Linked DNA regions of Mus musculus: all the other regions are linked to region 6. A link is a contact called in public ChIA-PET and HiChIP or PLAC-seq data. All regions are on one chromosome and are shown on one strand. The core of a region is the stretch at or near the end of the contact, and the rest is flanking DNA. Distances in the headings are between cores, read along the strand shown. Region 1 holds the start of Zscan2 (zinc finger and SCAN domain containing 2). Region 2 holds the start of Wdr73 (WD repeat domain 73). Region 3 has its middle 20 kb from the start of Zscan2. Region 4 has its middle 21 kb from the start of Iqgap1. Region 5 holds the start of Iqgap1 (IQ motif containing GTPase activating protein 1). Region 6 holds the start of Furin (furin (paired basic amino acid cleaving enzyme)). Region 7 holds the start of Zfp710 (zinc finger protein 710).

What was found. ChIA-PET counts read pairs in DNA pulled down with a chosen protein or histone mark. HiChIP or PLAC-seq counts read pairs in DNA pulled down with a chosen protein or histone mark.
Region 1: a contact with region 6 is called in an H3K27ac HiChIP or PLAC-seq map of regulatory T cells, with 4 times the contacts expected there. The contact joins the promoter of Zscan2 here to the promoter of Furin in region 6. A contact is called at or near these places in 5 of 39 promoter capture datasets (cranial neural crest, embryonic stem cells, hippocampal neurons and 2 more), 9 of 484 Hi-C or Micro-C datasets (cerebral cortex, embryonic stem cells, induced pluripotent stem cells and 3 more), 7 of 115 datasets of contacts at active chromatin or transcription factors (craniofacial prominence, effector CD8 T cells, embryonic forebrain and 4 more) and 4 of 9 other capture datasets (adipose tissue, embryonic stem cells, liver and 1 more).
Region 2: a contact with region 6 is called in an HNF4G HiChIP or PLAC-seq map of pancreatic cancer cells. The contact joins the promoter of Wdr73 here to the promoter of Furin in region 6. A contact is called at or near these places in 3 of 39 promoter capture datasets (cranial neural crest, embryonic stem cells and stem cell-derived epiblast-like cells), 3 of 115 datasets of contacts at active chromatin or transcription factors (embryonic stem cells, memory CD8 T cells and pancreatic cancer cells) and 1 of 9 other capture datasets (liver).
Region 3: a contact with region 6 is called in an HNF4G HiChIP or PLAC-seq map of pancreatic cancer cells. The contact joins the enhancer-like site here to the promoter of Furin in region 6. A contact is called at or near these places in 3 of 39 promoter capture datasets (cranial neural crest, embryonic stem cells and maxillary cranial neural crest), 18 of 484 Hi-C or Micro-C datasets (the G1E-ER4 cell line, cerebral cortex, embryonic limb bud and 10 more), 5 of 115 datasets of contacts at active chromatin or transcription factors (bone marrow-derived dendritic cells, effector CD8 T cells, memory CD8 T cells and 2 more) and 3 of 9 other capture datasets (adipose tissue, embryonic stem cells and pancreatic islet).
Region 4: a contact with region 6 is called in an HNF4G HiChIP or PLAC-seq map of pancreatic cancer cells. The contact joins the enhancer-like site here to the promoter of Furin in region 6. A contact is called at or near these places in 3 of 39 promoter capture datasets (cranial neural crest and embryonic stem cells), 1 of 484 Hi-C or Micro-C datasets (myocytes), 6 of 115 datasets of contacts at active chromatin or transcription factors (the SCID.adh cell line, SST interneurons, Th17 cells and 3 more) and 2 of 9 other capture datasets (embryonic stem cells and liver).
Region 5: an RNA polymerase II ChIA-PET map of memory CD8 T cells shows a contact between it and region 6, with 125 read pairs. The contact joins the promoter of Iqgap1 here to the promoter of Furin in region 6. A contact is called at or near these places in 2 of 39 promoter capture datasets (embryonic stem cells and erythroid cells), 10 of 115 datasets of contacts at active chromatin or transcription factors (astrocytes, effector CD8 T cells, embryonic basal ganglia and 6 more) and 3 of 9 other capture datasets (adipose tissue, embryonic stem cells and liver).
Region 7: an HNF4G HiChIP or PLAC-seq map of pancreatic cancer cells shows a contact between it and region 6. The contact joins the promoter of Zfp710 here to the promoter of Furin in region 6. A contact is called at or near these places in 1 of 484 Hi-C or Micro-C datasets (embryonic stem cells), 2 of 115 datasets of contacts at active chromatin or transcription factors (memory CD8 T cells and pancreatic cancer cells) and 2 of 9 other capture datasets (adipose tissue and pancreatic islet).

Annotation. Positions count from the first base shown.
Region 1 is chr7:80,859,638-80,862,684 of GRCm38.p6, forward strand. Zscan2 (zinc finger and SCAN domain containing 2) reads left to right here and starts at 1,294. Exons shown (of 3, transcript NM_001382511.1): 1 at 1,294-1,440.
Region 2 is chr7:80,899,693-80,902,536 of GRCm38.p6, forward strand. Wdr73 (WD repeat domain 73) reads right to left here and starts at 1,577. Exons shown (of 8, transcript NM_028026.2): 1 at 1,493-1,577; 2 at 952-1,019; 3 at 656-744. The coding sequence starts at 1,533. Nmb (neuromedin B) reads right to left here. Exons shown (of 3, transcript NM_026523.4): 3 at 2,535-2,811. The coding sequence ends at 2,776.
Region 3 is chr7:80,838,959-80,841,908 of GRCm38.p6, forward strand. No RefSeq gene overlaps it. Among named protein-coding and RNA genes, the nearest start is that of Zscan2, 20 kb to the right of the region's middle. Within about 2 kb of position 1,558, at least 55 of the 459 cell types and tissues checked have an H3K27ac peak or open chromatin away from gene starts, as enhancers often do. A contact at or near this core is called in bone marrow-derived dendritic cells, pancreatic cancer cells and regulatory T cells, where this site is marked.
Region 4 is chr7:80,822,723-80,825,825 of GRCm38.p6, forward strand. No RefSeq gene overlaps it. Among named protein-coding and RNA genes, the nearest start is that of Iqgap1, 21 kb to the left of the region's middle. Within about 2 kb of position 1,404, at least 51 of the 459 cell types and tissues checked have an H3K27ac peak or open chromatin away from gene starts, as enhancers often do. A contact at or near this core is called in pancreatic cancer cells, where this site is marked.
Region 5 is chr7:80,802,066-80,804,873 of GRCm38.p6, forward strand. Iqgap1 (IQ motif containing GTPase activating protein 1) reads right to left here and starts at 1,266. Exons shown (of 38, transcript NM_016721.2): 1 at 1,076-1,266. The coding sequence starts at 1,130.
Region 6 is chr7:80,401,500-80,404,577 of GRCm38.p6, forward strand. Furin (furin (paired basic amino acid cleaving enzyme)) reads right to left here and starts at 1,313. Exons shown (of 16, transcript NM_011046.3): 1 at 1,031-1,313. Gm44851 (predicted gene 44851) reads left to right here and starts at 2,941. Exons shown (of 1, transcript NR_169037.1): 1 at 2,941-3,078.
Region 7 is chr7:80,024,810-80,028,065 of GRCm38.p6, forward strand. It overlaps Zfp710 (zinc finger protein 710), which reads left to right and starts at 1,419. Exons shown (of 5, transcript NM_175433.5): 1 at 1,419-1,674.

The sequences.
Region 1 (3,047 bases), core at 44-2,543, 460 kb after region 6:
CTGGTGCTGCTTACATAGGCCTAGGAGAGGTGTGTCTCACATCTGATTGGTTAACTTGTCTTGGCAAAAGAACCTTCACTGCCTATGTATGTGTAGTGGCCAGCAGTAGCCAACTGCCACTCTGCAACTGCCACTCTGCAACTGCCACTCTGCAACGGCTTCCCACACTTAACCACTGAACCATCTCTCCAGCCCCCAAGTCAAGGGTTTTAACTAGAGCGAGTAAGGGAGTAAAAGTTTGTATGCTCTTTGGGAAGAGAGCAATCCGTACAGAGTAGGAATGGCTGTGTCGGGGACAGAAGTGGGTTTAGATTTATCCTTTATCTGTTATCCTCTCCCTGTCCCTCCATTAAGGCGGGCACTAAAACAAAGTGGCACACTTTTCTTGGAAGCTCATTTCACCCAGTCTTGGGGCTTAAGTGCCCTCAAAGCTGAAAAGTTCACTTGGTGAAGGGGTAGCAGGCACTCCATGCATACTCTTATCTAGAGATACCCTGAAGCCAGTTGAAGCTGAGCCAACTAGTAGACCACTACCATCTATTGCTGTTCTTTACATCCTGTTTTGGGGACCTTGAGATGACCCATCTGGAAGGACCACTATTGTCCTTTGTGTCCTGTTTTAGGGTGCCTGGGTGGTCATTCCCTCCCAGAGCTAACCTCTTGCCTAACTGTAGGGCAGGTTCCAAGGAGCCGACTATAGACTAGGACTTACAAAGCAGAAAGAGCGGGGCGGGGCTTTCGTGAAGACGCAAGAATACCACGTGTGAAAACAAAGGGGAGTGCAACCCCGGAGTGCAAATGCCTGTGCGTAGCTGCAAATTTCCAGGAGAGGTGCGAACTTGGGCCAAGAGGAACTTTGATTGCGCAGATTTCTTCTCTGCTTAGAGTCAGCTTTTGGCTCTCGAGGGCTCATTTGCCACTCAATTCTCAGCTGAAAAAGACTGATACATTCACCCAGCTTTCATTTTTTATAGATAAATACACGCGAGCTTTAGAGAATTGGCACTATCTGTCTCAGGTGAAAGCTTTGGGCAGTACTAGAAGACAGACAGCTAGTCCTGGGTCGTCCTCTGCCTCTGATCCGGAGGCATTACTTACGGCTATCAAACCCTCTGTTCGCTCAGGTACAAACCACCCCCCCCCCCGTCTCTGGGTAAACTACATTTCCCGCAATGCATCGGGTGGAACTTCCCTCCCAACGCCCATCTGGACGCAGTTTTCACCAATAGTGGAGCAGAATTTCAGGAACTGTTGTGGACAGCCAATGAGAGTGGCCATGGGCGGGCCTCTCCCGTCCATTGTTCTCTGTGCCCCTTGGGCTTGAGCTGAGGTGAATCCAGAGGGGCCGGGCCGGGCCGGGCCAGACCGTGGGGTGCTTTTGCGCTCAGAGAGATAGCGGGAACAGGACCTGGTCCCTGGAGAGGCGAGCGGGAGAGGCAGGTCAGGAGCCGCGCGCCCCGCGGGGAACAGCCAGAGAGACAGCGAGTAACGGGCCTGGAGCCAGCTCAGGGCAGTTTGGGGGAGGGGCGTCGGTGTCCGCGCCCGACGGGCTGGACGCGCAGCTCTGCGTCCTGGTTCTTCGGAGCCCTCGAGGCTCCGCTCACACCAGAGCGCTGGGTACGCGCAGCCTAGGAACGCAGGCTTTACACTGGGAAGGGATGCTCGACGACATCCCACCGAGCCGCCTCCTTGACCAGGTGGGGAAACTGAGGTTCTGAGGGGGCGTGTCGGAGCCAGGCTTAGCTAATAAGCTGTCTAGGTTCAGTGTTCCCGGGATGTCCAGGAAGAATTACGATGTATTTGTGTTTCACGTAGTCATTTTGGACAAATTGACATTGGGAGCTTCAGTTTTCTTTCTGTTGTTGCTGTTCTGTTTTAACTTTTGCTATTTTCATGGGGGAGGGCATGTTATCTGATTCTATGGTGTAATGATTTTTTAAAAATAAATATTCATTGCTTTCATAATACTTAAATAGTTTTTAATTCCACTGCTTTGAATATTTTGTAGAGCTACTACTCAGATCTAGGTGTGTGTCCCCCACACCCCCACCCCCCGCAATGATCCCCATGTGTGTTCATTTAAAAAGGAATTGGGCAGGCAGTAATCTCAGCACTCAGGAAGCAGGACAGGCAGGTCAGGAGTTCGAGGCCAGCGTGGGCTACATAATGAGATCTTGCTTCAGAAGCAAAAAAATAAACAGAAATGTCTGTACTGAACATGTAGGAGCGTTCTCGTTATTATTCCCAAACAGTACAGCATACCAACTGTTTACATATTATTTACACTTAAGTATATGTTGTCTAGAGATGATTGAAGGTATTTGGTACACCATTTTATATAGGGGCCTTGAGGAGTCCTGGATTCTGGGATCTGGGAGATTATCTGAGGGCAACCTCCTTTGAAATATAGCACTAATGACTTGTAGTGAAGCTGGGGGCACCTTGACATGCGATCCATTAGTAATCACTATGATGTTCCATATGATAAGGATGAGTGTTATCTATTCATTAAGTGGTCACTGAGGTTGAATGACTAACCTCTTTGTTAGGTCACAGTCTCTGAAGGGAGTCTGAACTGACTTAGGGTAGGATATGTCAGTTCTGTTTCTCTCAGCCCAGATCACTGCATCCCACTACTCTTCCTTTGGTCTTCTGAAAAGAGCAATGCTGTGTATGTGTGTGGTAGTTATTATTATTATTATTATTATTATTATTATTATTATTATTATTGGGTTGCTATATCCCCTTGTTGTCTTTAAATATCTACTAGGTGTTTCTACCCCACTTCAGACCATATTGTTCCCAGATAAAAGACACAGAAACCTGTAGATTCATAATAAGCTTAAAAGCATTAAAGTTGGGCTATTTTGTCTACCTCCCAAGGTATCACTTGCCATGCTCTGCCTGGGCCGCTTCTACTCCATCAGGCCAGCCCCTATAGCCATGGGCTCATGAACTACCTCCCCCATGGCCACTTCCTTCTTTCTTTTTCTCTCTTCATGGTCTCTACCTCAGATCCCAAGCCTGGGAACCTTTGCTCCACCCCC
Region 2 (2,844 bases), core at 327-2,826, 500 kb after region 6:
ATCCCAGGCGACCTTACTCATCCACATGGCTCCCTCATCTCTTGTCTGTGAGGGACTAAGATGCTCTGTGAGCACTGCACCACTGACTACTTCTCAAGGCTCTACATTTTTAAAATTTATTTTATGTATGCGGATGTTTTGCCTGCCTGCAAATGCTGGATGCCCTGGAAAGGAGTTACAGCAAGTTGTGAACTGCAATGTGGGTGCCAGGAGTCAAACGCAGATCCTCTGGAAGCGCAGAGTGCTCTGAGCCCCCGAACCATCTCTCCAGCCCACGTCTATTTCTGATAAAGTAAGACTGCTCTTTGCCTGTAGCAGCTCTCCTGCGACCACCTGCTTGTCCTTGGCATTCATCCCCATGCACAGGGGCCTTGTTCTAGACTTTGGTTTTGTTTTTCTTTTTTTTTGAGACAGGGTTTCTCTGTGTAACCTTGGATGTCCTGGAACTCGTTCTGTAGACCAAGCTGGCCCCAAACTCACAGAGATTCACCTGCCTCTGCCTCCCAAGTGCCTGGATTAAAGGTTTGCACACGCCGCCGCCCGCCCCCCCCCCCTCCTTCTGTGGCAGCCCCAGGTACTTGTCAGGCAGAGTAACAGGCACTCCAGAAATGCATAATAAATTGACACAGATAATCAGCTTCTCTATTTAAGTTACCTGGTTTTCCTGTACAGAGAGCCTGAGAGGTAGTATCAAATGAAGAATCTCATTTTTTTTCAAACTTTCATAACCAGCAACAAAGACTCCTGAAATAAAACAGTAACTATGACAAAGAGTTAGAAATATCGTGGATCGTGGCTGGATTTATAAATTCTCCCAATACCTTCCCCATTCTCTGAGTAGCCTTGTGTCAGGGGATGGAAGTTGAATGGGTCTCCCTAGCGGCTCAGACTTTAAAATTCAGCCCATGAGGCAGAAACGCATCTCGTTTAGTAGCAGGCAAGATATATTACCTTTTTCACCAATCCACTCAAGGACTCGAGTGGCTCCTGAGAGGTCAAATGCATGGAAGTCTTGGTACCTGCAGGATAGGGTTACAAAAATCACGCGACGCACAGCTAACCAAGAACTGGGAGATCGCTGAAGGACTGGTGGAACCAGGCTCTGGAGTTAGGTAAACATGGGGCTGAATCTTTTCTTCTGCATTTTCCTCCCTGGTGTATGAGACCGGGCTGGCCATAAGGAACCAAGCCTTGGTTCCTCACCTGCGGAACTCCCATAAAGTTGATTTCCCCAAGTTGAGGTGAACAATCAGGAGAAACCTGTGTTCAAGTTAACCTAGAATCCGGCCCAGGGTAACCGGCCATGTGTGCCTTATCAGCCCTCACATGCGCGGATCTGGTCACATTACTTGCTTACAAAGGACCCAGAGTCCCAGAGCTAGAGGCCGGGGGTCAGGACCTCCATCGGTCCGTGCCTGGGCACTGCCCACGAGCCCACAACCGCACGCGCCCTCTCCCATTGCCCATCAGACCCGCCCACGGGCCAATTTACAATCGCAAAGACTCCACGAGCCAGTCCTCAGCGAGCTCCATAGCAACTGTGGCTTCCGTCGCTCCACTTCCGCCAGCCAGACTTCCTGGGCAGGCGCGCGCTCTCGCGAGGAGAGGGCGTGGTCTTCCGCTGGCTGGGGCGGAAGCGCTCAGCGCTGCGCGAAGCCCTGTTGATGTTTCTTCTGTTCTGTGTGCAGAGTCCGGGTGAAAACGACGCAAAAAAACCAGATCCATCGATGTCAGCTACAAGCAGGATCGGAGACATCAAATATACCCCTAATGTATATTTAGGATCAAGAATGTGCAGCCAAAGAGCTGTCAGTGTCCCAAAGCAGGTACAATACAGACTTAATTGGCACTTCAAGTGAACAGTTAATTTAAGTTTGCGTGTATTGTCCGTAAAGGATACTTAAGGACTTTTTTATTTTTTAAAATGAAAGGAATCTTGTTTAACTGGGGATGTAGCTCAGCTGCTAGAGTGCTTGCCCGGCATGCACGGAGTTAGCTTTTCAGTACCCCGTAAAAATAGACAAAAAACCCAGCGCGGTGGCGCATGACTGATCAGAAGTTTTAGGTCATCATCTGCTGCATAGAGAGTTCGAGGCCAGTCTACTGTTACACAGGACACGATCAACAAAGTATCTGACATTCCAACTTAATTTTTATTCGATAACTTTGGCAACATGTATGGAGGACCCTACATTCGGAGAAGAAAAAGAACACAGCAGGGCTGGATTCTAGTGTGGCTCTCTCCCGTATGCACCAGGTAGTGCACTAAAGTTTGCCATGGGGATCAAAGGTGGGGCGAGTGCAGCATAGTGTAGGTAGCCCCCCACTGCAGGGGAAGAAGCTTTTGGTAGCAGAACTCACTCGTGGCTGGATCAGTGCAGCCAACACAACACCTGACTGCTGAGAGCTGGCTGGCTGGTGCCATGGTGGGGGGTGATGGGGCTTTTCTAAGACCACCCTAGCTCTCTGAACATGCCACCCTCCAGAACCCTTCCCTCTTTCCTCAAATGTGGGTGGAAGGAGAGGCCCAGACATTCTGTGTAAAGAGCAGTATTTTTATTCACCACTTCACCAGGGAAGCAAGAAATACAGCAGGAAAGACTTTGTGTCTGCATCATTAACATTCCTGGTGACCCAACCAGAAATCACAGTAACAGATTAACACATTTGAGCTTAGGATTTACATCCAGAGGAGGCCACTGCTAGGGTTCCATTGTCAGCTTCCCTGGATGGACACATTCTAAGCCCAGCATCCGGTTTGTTCCATTATTGGCATCACTTCTGCAGTAGTGGCTCCAGCAGCCTCCTGTACTGAAGGCAAGAAGGGAAGACTTGACTCTGGAG
Region 3 (2,950 bases), core at 308-2,807, 440 kb after region 6:
TACTTTCAATAATTTCTTTCTTTTTGTTCTGGCATGCATATGTGTGTACGCATGTTTGAATTTATGTGTTTGGCCATGAAGGCCTGGCTCACATCTGGTGCCCTCCTCATTTGTCCTCTATAGAGGCCGGGCCTCTGGCTGAATGTGGATCTCCTCAATTCTAGCTGCTCTAACCAGAAAGCTTACTCTCAGGGACCTCCTAGCGCTCTCTCCCAATGCTGGGGTTCCAGGAAGTCAGCAGGCCTTCAGGGCTCTTACATGGGTTCCACGGGTTGGAACTTTGTCCACATTTTTACGTTCCAAGTGCTTTATCCACTGAGCCATCCCCCAAGCCTGTTTGTCTACCTGTCTGCTTTTGATTTGTGTAGGAAGAAATGAGAAAGTACTCCTGACAGTGGGGCACGCTAAGGAAGGAATAGCCTGGGTTTTCTTGTTGTGTGAAACAGAGACTCACTATGTAGCCCTTGTTAGCCTGGAACTTGCTATGTGGACCAGGCTGGCCTTGAACTCACAGAAATCTTCTTGCCTCCACTTCTAGAGTACTACTGGGATTAAAGACATGTACCTGGCCAACAGCACTATATTAGCAAAATCTTTTTTACATTACAGTCATAGAGAATGGTTCAAAATTAATCCCCAGTCTTTTGACTGGAAAATCTGGAGCAATAAAAACCAGATGACCAGATGGTGTAACCTGGGTGGGCGGCTTAGACCCTGTCTCAGAGCATGAAAATGTAAGGTATTAGTAGATACAAAGCTATGGCATTGATGAAATACACACATTTTTTTTTAAATGAGAGTAGAATCATGCTATGAATATTACTTAGTAATTTGCTTCTACAACTTATTTAGGAGCAAATAAATGTCCAGAAGGATCCTGGCCCTCTGGGTCTAACCTGGAGCAAACTGAGTCCCAGCCTGGGTTCTGCCTACAGGCTTTGGCCTCCATTTTTTTTGTCAGAGCTGATGAGCTGTTAATCTTTAACCTTCAATCCTGCCTTACTCTAAGCTATTACTCATTCTGAGCACATGAAAGAACTCTTGTTTCACAGCCTGGACTTGACCTTAACAAACATCTAAAACTCTGGCTCCAGTAAGAAACAATATACCATCTAGTTAATTGTAAGAAGTCCCTATAATAAAAATAGGAAATGGATTTTCCAGCCATTTTTTCCCCTTATTATAGATCCCTTTTCCTTTATGTTACATTGTATTGTTATTTGTTTGGGGTGTGCTTGTGGGTACATTCATTTACATGTGAGTGAATGTATTTTAATTGGGCATGCCCACAAAATAATTTAGCACATAAAAGAGATGAATTTAAGAAGAAAGCTGAAATGGCCACAATGTGTTAAAATCTTTTGACCTAAACAACATATGAAAACAACTGGAGTTATACCAGAACAATTACATGGACATGTGACACAACTCTGTGACACTGGGACACCTAGGTCAGGGGAAAAAAAAGTTAGAAAGCTTATCTCTCTTTAAGTCCTGAGTAAGGCTTAGTAACACAGGCGATCAAAAGGTGAAGTTCCTCCAAGAGACTTAGGGTAATCCCCTTTCTCTCTTTCTAAATAGCAGAGGAAAGGACAGGTTTTTGTTTGTCTTTATCTTTTTGAGAGAGGCAGAAGTGTTCTTTCCTCCCAACCTGTGGGTCCAGGGTTGGTGGCATGTGCCCATACACACCGAGTGATCTTGACAGCGCCTCATTTTCCCCTTGTGTGTGTGCACATGCATGTTCAATATGTCTACATGTGCACATGGAGACCTGAGGCTGGAGTCGGGAATTTTCCTCTTTTCCCTATTTTTGAAGCAGGGTTTCTTGAGACCCCGAGCTCCCCCATGCTGTTGGTATCCAGCAGCTTGTTCCTAGGCCTCCAGTCTCTACTCCTGGGCCAGACGCAGGAGCACTTGGCATTTCTGGGGAACGCTGTTTATGTAAAACCTGACACCCCCACTCCTGTAAGTGTTCTGGCAGATATAAACATTCTGAAGACACACTTGTCTCTCCATCTGACTAGGAGACTTTTGAAGGAATGGATTCCAAGGATAATGCTGTTTCCCAGGAATCTCATGTTGGGAAAAGGAAAGGTGCTAGCTAGCCAGAGAGACACGCCTTCCTCAAAGAGATCTCAAACAACCCTGGCGACTTGTCAAACTGCCTTACAGAACCAGACTAAAACCCAGATGAAGATGAGTCACTGGCGGGTGTAACTGTAACTGTTTCTTTTTTTTTCCCTTTTGGTTTTTTGAGACAGGGTTTCTCTGTGTGATGGTTTCTATATGCTGGGCCCAGGGAGTGGCACGATTAGAAGGTGTGGCCCTGTTGGAGTAGGTGTGTCACTGTAGTGTGGGCTATAAGACCCCCATCCTAATTGCCTGGAAGCCAATATTCTGCTAGTAGTCCTCAGATGAAGATGTAGAACTCTCAGCTCCTCCTGTACCATGCCTTCCTAGATGCTGCCATGTTCCTGCCTTGGTGATAATGGACTGAACCTCTGAATCTGTAAGCCAGACCCAGTTAAATGTTGTCCTTATAAGAGTTGCCTTGGGATGGGGAAGTGGGGAGAGAGAGTAAAAAAAAAAAGTTGCCTTGGTTATGATACTAAGACACTCTGTGCAGCCCTGGCTGTCCTGGAACTCACTCTGTAGACCAGGCTGGCCTTTAATTCAGAGATCCACCTGCTTCTGACTCCCAAGTGCTGGCATTAAAGGTGTGGGCCATTGTGCAGTCTGTATTATATATTTTAATACATAGTGGCCATTTCAGTTCTTTTTAAATTTATTTCTTTTATGTTTTAAAGTTAATTTTTTAACATGCTCAATTAAAATGCATATATAGATTCAAATTTAAATATTGTGATCATATAGTAAGGCCTGATAAATTCTTCTTTTATAGATTTGAATACTCTAAACACCTTAAAACCTATTAAAATGATATGTATTA
Region 4 (3,103 bases), core at 154-2,653, 420 kb after region 6:
GAAAAAAAATACTTTTTTCATTTTCTTATGTAGTTATTGACTTTTGAGGGTGTAGTGCCACTTTTTGTTGTTGCCTGTTTGTTTTGTTGAGACAAGGTCTTACTCGTAGCATTGCTGCCCTGGAACTCACAGACATCCATCTACCTCTACCTGCTGTTTTTTTGGTTGGTTGGTTTAAGTTTGTTTGTTTGTTGTTTTGGTTTTAATTTTATTTCTTTATTTTATGGATATGGATATTTTGCCTGTGTGTGTGTATTGTACCGCTTATATGTGTGGCGCTCACACAGGTCAGAAGAGAGCATCAGATCCCTGGACCTGGAGTTACAGGTGGCTGTGAGCCACCATATGGGTGCTGGAAATTGAACCCAGGTCCTCTGCAAGAACAGTCGGGTCCCCTAACCACGGGACCACCTGTCCAGCCCTGGTTAGTTTAGTTTTTGAAACAGGGTCCTTATGTTGAGGTCTGGTCTATTACTATGTATTGTGATGCTAACTACTGGCCAAGGTCGTCTAAGGGATGAGAGAATCGTCAGGTACAGCAAGTGCTGCCATGTAACCCTGCTCCTTTGTTTAAAACTACTGCTTGAATAAAGATGCCTACAGCCTATAGCTGGGCAGGAGAGAGGCAGGCTGAGGTTTAGTTCCCTAGTGTGGGGTCTGAGGCAGAGACTGTGAGGGGAAAGGAGAGGTGTAGCAAGGAGAAGACAGCACAGGGTAGGTGAGTCATAAAAACGTGGCCATGAGGGCTGGCCAATTGGAGTTAAGAGCGGCCCAGATGGAACATGGCAAGTTATAACTTGGGGTTATAGCTACGGAAGTAGACACTAATAGCTTAGAGGGTAGATATCTGCAAGCTCTAGTGCTTTATAGGCGTCTCATAAATATAAAGGTTTTGTGTCTTTAATCTGGGAACTGAATGATCTAAGGTGGTGTAGAAACCCACAGTTGAGATTAAATATTTATTATAACCCACTATGCAGCCCCAGCTGGCCTGGAACTCACTATGTAGACCAGGCTGGCCCTCAGCTGACAAATATCTGGAATTCCAGGTGCTCAGCACCACGCCTGGATGAACACAGGTAATGTAATTCTTGTTTATTCAGTTGTATTTTCTAATAATTCTGAAAATGTGTGGGTATAGCTCAGGATTTTTTTTTTTTAAATGATGCATCAGGAAGGGAAGGAGAGGAGGGGGAAAAAAAAGGTGACTTCCTCAAAATCAAACGGTCACATTTCTGTTTCCCTATCCTGCCTTGGAAGTGCACACGACCCTGGACAGGGGAAAGGCAGTAAAGTAGCTGCCATGAAGGAATGTTCAGCTGCACAAGTATTCAGAGAAGTACAATGTGAGCAGCACGGAGTCCTCCTCTCTGTTAAATAAGCAAGGCTGTTTCTCACGGAGGAGGGCGTGGTGCAAGCAGTAGTCAGTTATTACTGCTGATAACATTATGAAGTGGTAGATCCACTTACAAGAATTGGCAGGAAGAACTAGAGCTGTAAAAACGTTCACACCCTGGGAAAAGAATCATTCTTTTCTGAAGGGGAAAAGAAATGATGTGCACACGAGGGTGGCTAATGTGAGGGCATTGCCTGTTCAGACAAGAGACCCAAGTGTAGAGGTTTGTAGACCGGTAAACATTACAAACCTTCTGGCCATGTATCTAACCGACTGGTAGAGAGTAGGGGAGAGTTCATAGCACTTGAGGCTTGGGTTCAATTCCCAGCAATACAGACATGGGAAAAGGTTGGGCGGCAGGAAGGTTTTGGTGTCTGTTCAGGGCCCAGGAACCTTGGATTGACTCCCACTCGCTATAACTCAGTTTTATGAGGTCTGAGTAGAAAGGTCACAGTCTACAGGAGAATGTCCTGTTTTCCTATTTGTCATTGTGGTATTTGGCCTTTTAAGACAGGGTCTCTCCCTTTTTTGCTTTTAATTACATTTTTATTTATTTTGTGTAGGGGTGAATGGGTGTGGACATGTGGGGTTTTCCCATGTCACAGAGCACATGTAGAGGCCAGAGGAACGCTTGTAGCAGTCAGATCTCTGCTTTCCCATGTGGGTGCCAGGGATCAAACTGTAGTCACTATGTTCGGTGGCAAACACCCTCACCCACTGTGCCCTCTCACGGGCTCCATCCATCCTGTAATTCTGTTTACATTGTTCCTCTGCCTTTCAAAAAAAAAAAGTTTGCCTATCTCTCATGACCTAGATCAGTCCTTCCTTCCTTCCTTCCTTCCTTCCTTCCTTCCTTCCTTCCTCCCTCCCTTCCTCCCTCCCTCCCTCCCTCCCTCCCTTCCTCCCTTCCTTTTTCTTTCTTACAACTTTTATTTTGTGTGTATGAGTGTTTTGCCTGCATTTATGTCTCTCCACCAGTTCCATGCCTGGTACCCACAGAGGCTAGAAGAGGGTGTCAGAGCCTCTGAAACTGGAGTTACAAATGGTAAACCATGTGGGTCCTGAGAATCCAGGTCCTCTAGAAGAGCAGCCAGTGTTCGTTCTCTCTCTCTCTCTCTCTCTCTCTCTCTCTCTCTCTCTTGGTTTTTCAAGACAGGGTTTCTCTGTATAGCCCTAGTTGTCCTGGAACTCATTCTGTAGACCAGGCTGGCCTTGAATTTAGAAATCCACCTGCCTCTGCCTCCCAAGTGCTGGGATTAAAGATGTGTGCCACCACTGTCTGGCTCACAGACCAGTGGTCTTAACTGCTGAGCCATTTCCTCTCTCTCTCTCTCTCTCTTTCTCTCTCTCTCTCTCCCTCCCTCCCTCCCTCTCTCCCTCTCTCTCCCTCTCTCCTCCTTTTCTTTTTCGAGAGGGTCTCACTCTATAGTCCAGGCTGGCCTTACATTTATAGCAATCCCCCTGCCTCCCAGGCATAAGCTACCACACCCAGCTTCTTCACCTAGATGGTAAGCACTGAGATCAGTAACTCACCTGAGGGAAGGAGTGTCATCACTGGCATTGTGGTCATTGACATTTATGGAGCAGATAGTGTTCCAGGTGCTGTCCAGAGCTATGTGTGTCATCCTATCAACCGTCACCCAACCCCATAAGGAAGGGACTGTGACTACCCTCATTTTACACTCGAGGAATTAAGGAAGGTCAAGT
Region 5 (2,808 bases), core at 16-2,515, 400 kb after region 6:
TATTTAGTTTGTGTCTGCCCTCTCAAAGTCATGTCTTGCTCACCCTGCCCCACACTGCATCCTCCAAGCCTCTGTTTAAAAGTCAGCACCTACCTTCCCATGGCCTTGTTAAGTCCCTTCTCTTCACCCCCATTACTCTTTATACCCAGTTAGAGTTAGTTCATGCATCGTTTATCTTTATTGCACCTTATTGGTTTTTTTCTTGGAGCTGAGGACTTGCACTTGCTAAGCAAGCACTCTACCACTGGGCTAAATTCCCAACCCCTCATCTAATTATCAATCTCTGTACACCTGTCTCTTTCTCGGACAGGTTTTGAAGGCACTGTTTGATCTTTTTCATCCCTAATTTCACAAACGTAGCACACATTATAACACTATCCAATGCATAACTGGATGTGTTAAAGTATCCTTTAAGAAAGTACTTTTCCCAAAACATAAAATCTAAACCTGGGACTCAAAGGGATCCTCTTGTAACTACTATCCCACGTACAGCTGGTTAGTTTACTAAGGTTGCAGGGATAGTCACAGAAAATGAGGAAGTGGGGGGAGCCGGTTTGGGTGTGTTTATGTTTTAATTTTACTTTTGAAATGCTAAAGAAAGAACCCAGCAGGAGAAAGCATAAGCTGCTTGCCTAAAACTGCACCTCGCAGCTAGCCTGAGGCTGCGCGGGTCTGCGCCCTGGGTCACCCTCGCAGGCAGCAATCCGGGCAGCACCTTCCCACCACGCCCGAGCAGAACCCCTGGGTCCAGTGCCCAGGACACGCCCTGCACAGTCAGTTCTCCTGCCACCTCACCCTAGGCCGTCTTCCCCAATCTCAGTAGAACTAACCGGTGGAGGAGCTGGGTGGGGCTCCCCTGCCGCAGCGCCTAGCGAAGGCAGAGGCCTCCAGGTTTCTACCCGCCGCCTCCGGAGCTCGAGAAGGCTCGGGCGCCAACCTTGCTACCAGCCATACAGCCAGCTGCTCTTCCGGGTCCGTGCGGTCCCAAGCCACCCGGCGCACCCGCCCGGCTGAGCCCCTGGGAAAACCCGAGCTTGGTCCCTCGCCCGCGCACCCCCAAGCCCTCGGCACTCACAGCCATAGTGCGGCCGGACCACACCCAGGCCATCAACCTCCTCCGCGGCGGACATGGCGGCCGAGTCCAGGTCTCCGGTGAGGAAGCGCAGAGACCTTGAAGACGCGGGCGACCGTAGCAGCAGTAACTCCTGCCCAGTGCGCGGGCTGTCGCTGTCCTCAGAGCCCCGCCCCGCGCCATCGGCCCCACCCTGCAGGTCCCGCCCCGCAGACCCCGCCCTTGAGTCCACGCCCAGCTGCGCTCCCCGGAGCGAGCGGAAGGGGCGTGGTCAGTATTACAGGACCCGCCCCTGCCCTCTTCGCTCTCCACTTGCGGAAGCGAGGAGGCGGGGTGCTGTAGCGAGTCCCTAGGCCGGCTTGGTCCGTTGTCCCGACACTCCTCCGCTGTCGCCCTATCTGCGGCTCTGACTAAAAGGCCGCCAATGTCTACAGCTTGAAATCCAAATGTTTTTAGGCGCCTGCCTTCTCCTGACAACTGAGTTAACCCCCTCTGCACCGCGGCTCCTTCAAGGAGCCGTTGCAAGTGGCCCAGAGTGTGATTATTGGAAGCAAGTAGGACCCACTGTCAGGAAAGACTCCCACTCCTACTCTCTGCTACATTCTGTCAATCTGACCTCTGTTCTCCCCAACAGTGCTAAAGAATAGAACTGCTCAATCTCTTAAACTGGGGGATGACGATGCTCACGCGGAAGAGCTGTTTATCAGCTCTTTACAATCTGCAAGATCTTAGGGGGGTTATCTTGACCCTATTAATAAGGATGCCTCGTCTCTTTACCCTTGTGATCTTTTAAAGTGCCAGTATTCAACCGAATTCTATTCTGAACCAGCCTGGATTGGAGTGAATCACTGGCTCTAATAATAATAATAATAATAATAATAATAATAATAATAATAAAGTAAAAGTCCCATTCTCAGGACTCTTACCCTCACCATAAACAGTTGATGGCTTCTACTTACAATCCAGACCATCTAGAAGCCCCTCAGTAGTTCCAAACTATCTAACGTGCATTTTTGGACCTCTCACAGACACTAAAACCTGTCAAACGTTGATCCTGTTCCTGCCCCACTCTCTGGAAGTGTTCCATCACCAGTCACACACACACCCCAGGTTCCTCGACTCACCTCTATTTCTGAAGCATCTAGTTTTGTTTCTGTCCCCACCTGTGATAACACTTTTTTGATCATCATAATCTCTATTCTCACTTGTGCCAACCAGATCATCATGATTGCCAGCATGCTCTTTCCAAAGTACGGAGTTCTTTGGGAAGGGGGACAAGTCTCACTATGTAGTTCTGGCTGTCCTGGAGCCCACTAAATAGGCAAGGCTACCCTTGAAGATCCACCTGTCTCTTCCTCCTGATTGCTAGAACTAAAAGCATGTGCCACCACACCCAGCTTCCGAGTTCTTGTCATAGATGTAATTTTTCCTGTTACTCCCTTCACAGTGCAGTTTGTGTACTTTCCCATGCCAGGTGGGCACCTTTACAACCCAATTCCAGGCTCTTTGTTCCAGCCATTTTCAATTTACTAGCTCTTTCCTTACAAACTTTCTTCTTAGTTGGGCATGTTGAGGCACGACTTTAATCCCAGCACTCAGGAGACAATAGCAGGCAGATCTCGGTGAGTTCAAGGCCAGCCTGGTCTACATAGTGAGTTCCAGGACAGCCAGAAATGTGTAGAGAGTGTGTCTGTGTGTCAAGATAAATAAATGAAAAGTTAAGAACTTTATATAGT
Region 6 (3,078 bases), core at 63-2,562:
GCTGGGAAACCCAATCAGGTCTCTCTTTCCAGCAGAGACCCCAAGGCAGGTCCTGTTACAGGCACCTCCCAGGAAATTTTAACTCCTAGTCCCTGCTCAACTACTTACACAAGTCATTTCCACTCTCTGGGCCTCAGTTTCCTTGGTGGTTAAAAACTATTAGGACAGAGGCTTTCAAACTTTTTTTAAGCCATAGGATCCTCTTTTTAAAAAAATACAAATTTTAGATAGAAGCCCAAAACAGGAAACACACACCTAATCTGCTCGCCCACCCTCCTTTTCTATGTCCACACCTGGCCAGCAGCCACATGCCCTCACTGGGCCACATCACCTGCGTCGTCTTGGCACTTCCCAAGTCAGAGAGAATCCCAGTGCTTCAGAGAGATGAAAGTCCACTTCCCCTAGGCGCAAAGCCCTGGGGCGGTGGGAACGGCGGCACCGAGCAGACTAGTGTCTGCTGTCAGACCTGTATGGCAAGCAGGCCGCCCCTCGGCTAGCCACCCGATGGATGGGGGCAGCAGGGGCCTCGGCCAGGCCTCGGCAGGAGGCAGCCCGGAGCGAGCCTCCCCCAAGCCGGCCTGTGCGCGCACGCGAAATCCGCCCCCGACCGCTCCGGCCGTACAGGTGTGCCAGGCGGCCGAGGACCCCGTGCCCTCCCGGGAGCGCGCCCCACCAGGCGCAGGCCCCGGCCGCCGGGGCCACGGAGGACCGCGGGCAGGCGGGAGCACCCAGAGTCCGAGGAATGCTCTGCCTAGCCCGCCCCAGCAGGGGCCCCGCCGGCGCTTCCTGAGGTCATAGGGCTCGCCCCGGCCCCAGCGGAAAAGTACCGGCGCGGGCCCAAGCCCGGCGCTCAGGTGGGCTGCGCGGCTCCCGTCCTCCCGCCGCGGCGGCCGAGAATCCGCGACCAGAGCCCGGCGGCCGGCGAGGCCCGGGGCTGCGCCGCCCGGCTCCGCGCTCCCCCGCCCGCTCCGGGCCCGGTTCCCCAGCGCGCCGCCTCCCCGGCCCCGGGCCGCGCGCCCTCGCCGCTTACCCTGGGGAGCCCGGGCGGGGAAACTTTTCCGGACGAGCGCCGCGGCCGCTCGGGTACCCCTCGGCCGAGCACGGAGCCCGGCGGCGGGGGCCTGGCTCCGGCGGTCCCCGCGCCCGGCAGCGGCGTCACGGCGCGCAGGCGGGGAGGCGCGGCGGCGCGGCCTCGGCCCGGCCGGCGACCAGGGCAAGGCTCGGCCTGGGCTCGGGCGCGGGCGGGGGGCAGCGGCCCGGCCGCGGCGGCGCGGCTTGTTTACTCGGGCCGCTGTCACAGCGGCGGCGGCGGCGGCGGCGGCCCGGGCTCCTCCTCCTCCGCGCCGCGCCCCTCCCCCTCGCGGCGCCACCTCCGCGCTCGGCGGCCGCAGCCGGCCCGGCCCGTTCGCCGCCCGGGTCGGGTCAGGCCGGGCCCGGCCGGGCCCGGCCGGTGTTCAGAGAGCTCCACGCGGCGGGCCCTGCGTTCTCGGGGCGCCCTGTCTGCGGCTGCCAGCGGGGCGGGTAGGGAGCGTGGTCCCTGCGCGCCACCCCAGGCCCCTCGGTCCGCACCGCGTTAGGCTCTTGGCCCCGCAAACTCCCGGGCAGATGGTTTCGGAGACCCGGACTGGGAGCCCGCGGGCGAGATGGCGAGGGAAGGGCCGAGGGTCGGGGGGTTTGGGGAGAGTCCAAGCTGGCCCTGCCTTGCCCGAGGTTCCTGGGTCCCGAGTTTTGAGTTTGGGGATAGTCAAGGGAAGCGCCCTGGGATGGCGGACCTGGGGCAACTCCACTCTCAGGTCGGATCTCACAGCGGCAGGGCAGCCCTCGTGCCTCCAGTTAGAGGAGTCACAGTTTTATTTGCTTTTGTAGAGACAGGTGGATAAACAGAAATAGCCCACCTCCTTTTATGGTTTTTTTTTTTTCCCAATACTTTTTTTTCCCCCTGCAACAACGGAGAGCTAGGCACTGGGCCAATCAGTTCACCCTATCTTCTCCTTATGTACATTCCTTAATCCACATAATCCGCTCAGGATGACATTATTAATCCCACTTTACAGATAAGGAAACTGAGGCACACAAAGTTTAAATAATTTTCCTTAAGCTACACAACTTAGCAGGCCTCAGACTTGGCAGCGTTTCACTCCAAGCTACTTACAGTATACCAGCCAGAGCCCTTCCCTCCCTGGGTTCCTGCCCTAGAAAACGGCTGTGCTACTTGGCGGAAGGTTGACATTCTGCTCGAGCTGAGAAAGAAGAGGGGAACCGGGCCAAGATCTTCCCAGGCTGGGTTGTTCCAAGGTCGCCAGCGGCCTCTGCACATCCCTTCTTGCTCTCTGTGAGATAACCTGGCCACATGAGACTTTGCCTCAAAACCCTCAAAGTAGTACACATACACACATACACACGTATCATTTGTGTGGAAAGTCGTCCAGGAAAGTTGGGCTCAAATCCTTGCGGTACTATTTTGCATTATTTCGAACCTTAAATTCTCAGAGCCCCGATTTATCCCTCTGAAAATGGAGATGTGTATGAAGTTAACTGAATCTGTTATTTGAGCATCCGTTAAAACACTGCAGACATGGGGTCTCTAAAAGTCTGGTTCCTCCCAGATTGGGGGCTTTCCCTTAGAAGGAGCTAAGACCTGTGGGGACCACTGTGGGGTAGCCCCCACCAGCACCACCACATGCACATTTGGGAGAACAATACTCTTGTGGTGAGACTGAGGCAGGAAGTGAGTCAGAGATTTTCCTTAGGCTATGAGCAACATCACCCATTTAGGGGAAATAGGGACAGGGTTGGCCCTATCTAGCAAGGGAGTCCCCTAGTGCTCCTCCCAATTGTCCTGTGACCTGAAAGTTTACCTCAGAATGAAAGCCTCGTGGTTTCCCCCTTCCTTGGAGGCTGGCCCAGAGGAGTCTCCGTGGGCCTTTGGAGGGAAGAACTAGCCAGACCCCTGAAGGCTGCAACCCAGGCACAACTATCTTCTCCTGCCAGCCTTTCTGCCGCCTTGCCTTGAGTGGGAAGCAGTCAGCCCTGCCTCCTTGAGGGAGAGGCCTGTGTGGAGGCACTATGGGGGTGAGC
Region 7 (3,256 bases), core at 169-2,668, 380 kb before region 6:
GCCCGGAGGAAGGAGGGAAGGGGAAGGAAGAGCGCAGGGAGGGGAGAGGATCCAGGCTTCCCTTCAGCTCGGTGACCTGGTCCGGAGCCACAGCTTCCCTCGCTTTGTCTGGGCCCGCCGAGACCTCACGTTTCTCGCCCAGCTGCAGCCCCAGTCCAAGGGCCAGGCATCCAGCAGGTGCTCAATACTTACTTGGGAAAATAAGAAATGTGGCCAACTTTGCTCTGGGAACTTTTCCCCCGTGTTGTCTCCACTCCTCTGGAGAAGCCGAAGACAGAGCTGGTCTTGGGAGCACGCCCAGGCGCCCCATGAATAATTGACCCTTGGTGGCGACACTGCCCCGCTCTGTCCGCGGGCTCCGTACCCGCCCATGCGTCGGAGTCGAGCGGCGCAGCTCTTGAGTGGCGGGTGTCCGGGAGGTTGGAGGCGGGGTGTCCGGCCTGTCCCAGAGCTGGGAGGAGGCCAGGCTATGCCGAACCCCGGGCCCCGCGGGGAGCCACAAGGGCCCAGACCTCAGCGAACGACCACGCCTCGGCGCCCTCCAGCAGTGCACCCCGGGGTCGAGCCTAGGCCCTGGGCTTGGGGAGGATGCGAGGGACCCCGAACTCCTCTGAACCCCATTCGCACCCGGGTCCCGGTGATAGCAGCCGGGGCCGTTCCCTCGAGTCTGACCGTCCAGGGCTCTGCGAACAGCTGTTTAAAGGCTCTTTACTGTTGAGGGCTCTGCGGCGACGTTTGCTCTAAGTCCCATCTGCCCACTTAAAAAATATATTAAGTGAAGAGCACCCCCAGCTTCCACCCCTGACTGGGGAGGGGGCAGGTTGAGCCCTAACCCGTATTCGGAAGGACTGGCCACTCGGGCTCCCCCGACCCCAACCCCCATTAGCTCTTATTTGGGATAGGGCACCCCAGACTTCCTGGGGGCTGCTCTCTGGAGCCCCCTTTGTGCCTGGCAGGGACAGCCCCCCCATTTCCATGCGAGGTTCTGACGCTCCCTTCTCCCCCGCTTGTTAATCTTTGTTCCCCTTTTCTGCTGAGAGGAGGGGAAAAAAAAGAGGGAGAGGGCGAAAGAAAAGAAGGAAAAAGGCGTGACTCGATTTTCAAACGAAACTCCCACAGCAAACAAAACCCTTTTAGAGAAATAAAGGAGGAAGGAGGAAGAAAAGAGGGAAGGGGAAGAAAAAAAAGAGAAGCCTCCAGGCTTGCAATTCGAGTAGGAGAGTTGCAGCGAGAGAAAGAAAGAAAAGAAGAAAAATCCTCTCTGCGGTAGAAAGAGAAAAAGAAAACTTGGGCCGAGGAGAGGGGGGTGCTGGGGGGGTGGAAGGAAGTGAGAAAACAAAAGAGAGATAAAAGGGCTGCTTTTCTGTCTCTCTTCCTCTGCGAGCAGGCTTAGGAGGAGCTGTTTAGCATCCCTTCACGTCAGCCCTGCCTCATTCCCTTCTTCCAGGGAGGGAGAGAGCGCGAGCGAGAGAGCGAGCGAGCGCGAGAGAGAGCAGGAGGGAGAGAGAGAGGGGGGGAGAAAGAGAGGAGCCGGAGGGAGGGTGGCAGAGCAGGGCGGGCGCGCGTGGAGGCGGCGCGCAGCTGCAACCCGGGCGGTGGGCAGCAGGAGCCCCCGGCCCGCCCGGCCCGGCCAGCCGAGGGCCCCCAGCGCGAGGAGCCGCGCCCGGACCCAGGGTGAGTGTCCCGCGAGCCCGCGGCCCCGCCAGCCCCCGGGCGGCCCGCGGCGGGGTGGCTGGGGGGCGCGGGGGTGGGTCGCTGCGGCCGCGGTCGACCCGCCCCCCGCCTCTCCCCGGGGACGGCGGCGCGCAGGCAAACATGTCGTCTTTTCCTTTCACTTCCACATTCCCTCATGCCGGAGAGCTGGAGCGAGAGAAGGGGAAAGAGAGAGAGATGGCGTCTGGAGGGGGGGAGGAGGAGGGAGGAGAGGGGGAAGGGAAGGAGAGAGGAGAGAGAGAGACAGAGAGAGAGAGAGAGGAGAGAGAGAGAGAGAGAGAGAGAGAGAGAGAGAGAGAGAGAGAGAGAGAGAGAGAGAGAGAGAGAGAGAGAGAGAGAGAGAGAGAGAGAGAGAGAGAGAGAGAGAGAGAGAGAGAGAGAGAGAGAGAGAGAGAGAGAGAGAGAGAGAGAGAGAGAGAGAGAGAGAGGCACAGGCAGAGAAGCAGCAAAATGAAAGGAAAGCGCGGCGGTAGCGTGGGAGGCCGGGGAGGCGGCGGCGGCGGTCTCCGGCCCGCACGTGGGTGTCGCGGCGCTCGGGGATGCTCCCCCCGCACCCGGCCCGGGACTCAAAGTTTCACCCTTCGCCGCCCCGCCCCTGCGGCTGCCCACAAACTTTTTACTCCGGGAGCGGGTGGGGTGGCCGCGCGGCCCGGCCGGCAGGGTGGCTAGGGCTCAGCGCGCAGCTGGCGTGCCGGGCGCCCCTCGAGGGCAGCGGGCGTCACCAGCGCGGGACCCCGGCCCACCTCGGTGGCCCCGTCTCCGACCTGTTGAAGGCGCACCCCCCGGGCCGGGAACCGGTGGGCAGATCCCCACGGCAGATCTCGAGCCTCCCGTGGCTCGGCCTCCCTTCCTCGCCGCCCCCTCTCCCTCTCCTCGCGGTCATTTTCCTAATTGGACGGAGCTGTGGGGCGTGATCGTCGGCGTCAGACGGAGGAGCCCCCCGAATCGGGTGGTCTTCCCTCCACGACTCTCAGACCCCACCGAGCCGGCCTCGGTGCTACCCCCCACCCCTCCGCCCCAGCTGCGGACTTGCTAACTCGTGCGTAGCGGGTTGTTGGTTTTCTTTCTTTTTTTTTTTTTTTTTTCAACTTGCCTTTTAAGATGACTTTTATGGTCCCTGCAACTGCTTCCCTCCAGTCTAAACTGTAGTTTGGGAAGATTTAAGAGGCCAGGGAGGTGCTTGTGTGGGCTTTAACTAATCCAAAACGGTCATTAATGTATCTCTACGCCCTGCGTGATGGTTCCGACCAGGCCGAGCAGTAGTCTGGGTGTGTTTTCACCCGGACACTGCAGAGTTCCTTCACGGTCTTAGCGGCCAGTCTGCCAGTGAGGGGACACTTGACCTGCGGGCCCTGTGCCCTATCTTCGAAGGGCACTCTGAGCACCTTTCTTTCCGTTCACAATGGAAACTCTCCGCCACTGTCCACCTGAAGACTTAACTAGTCCCTGTGGGTACCCCGGAAGCTCACAAAACTCCCCCACAGGTGTGCGGAGGACTTTGTGCTGTTGGGGGTCATCCAGCCAGCTTTGACGCTGCCCTCTC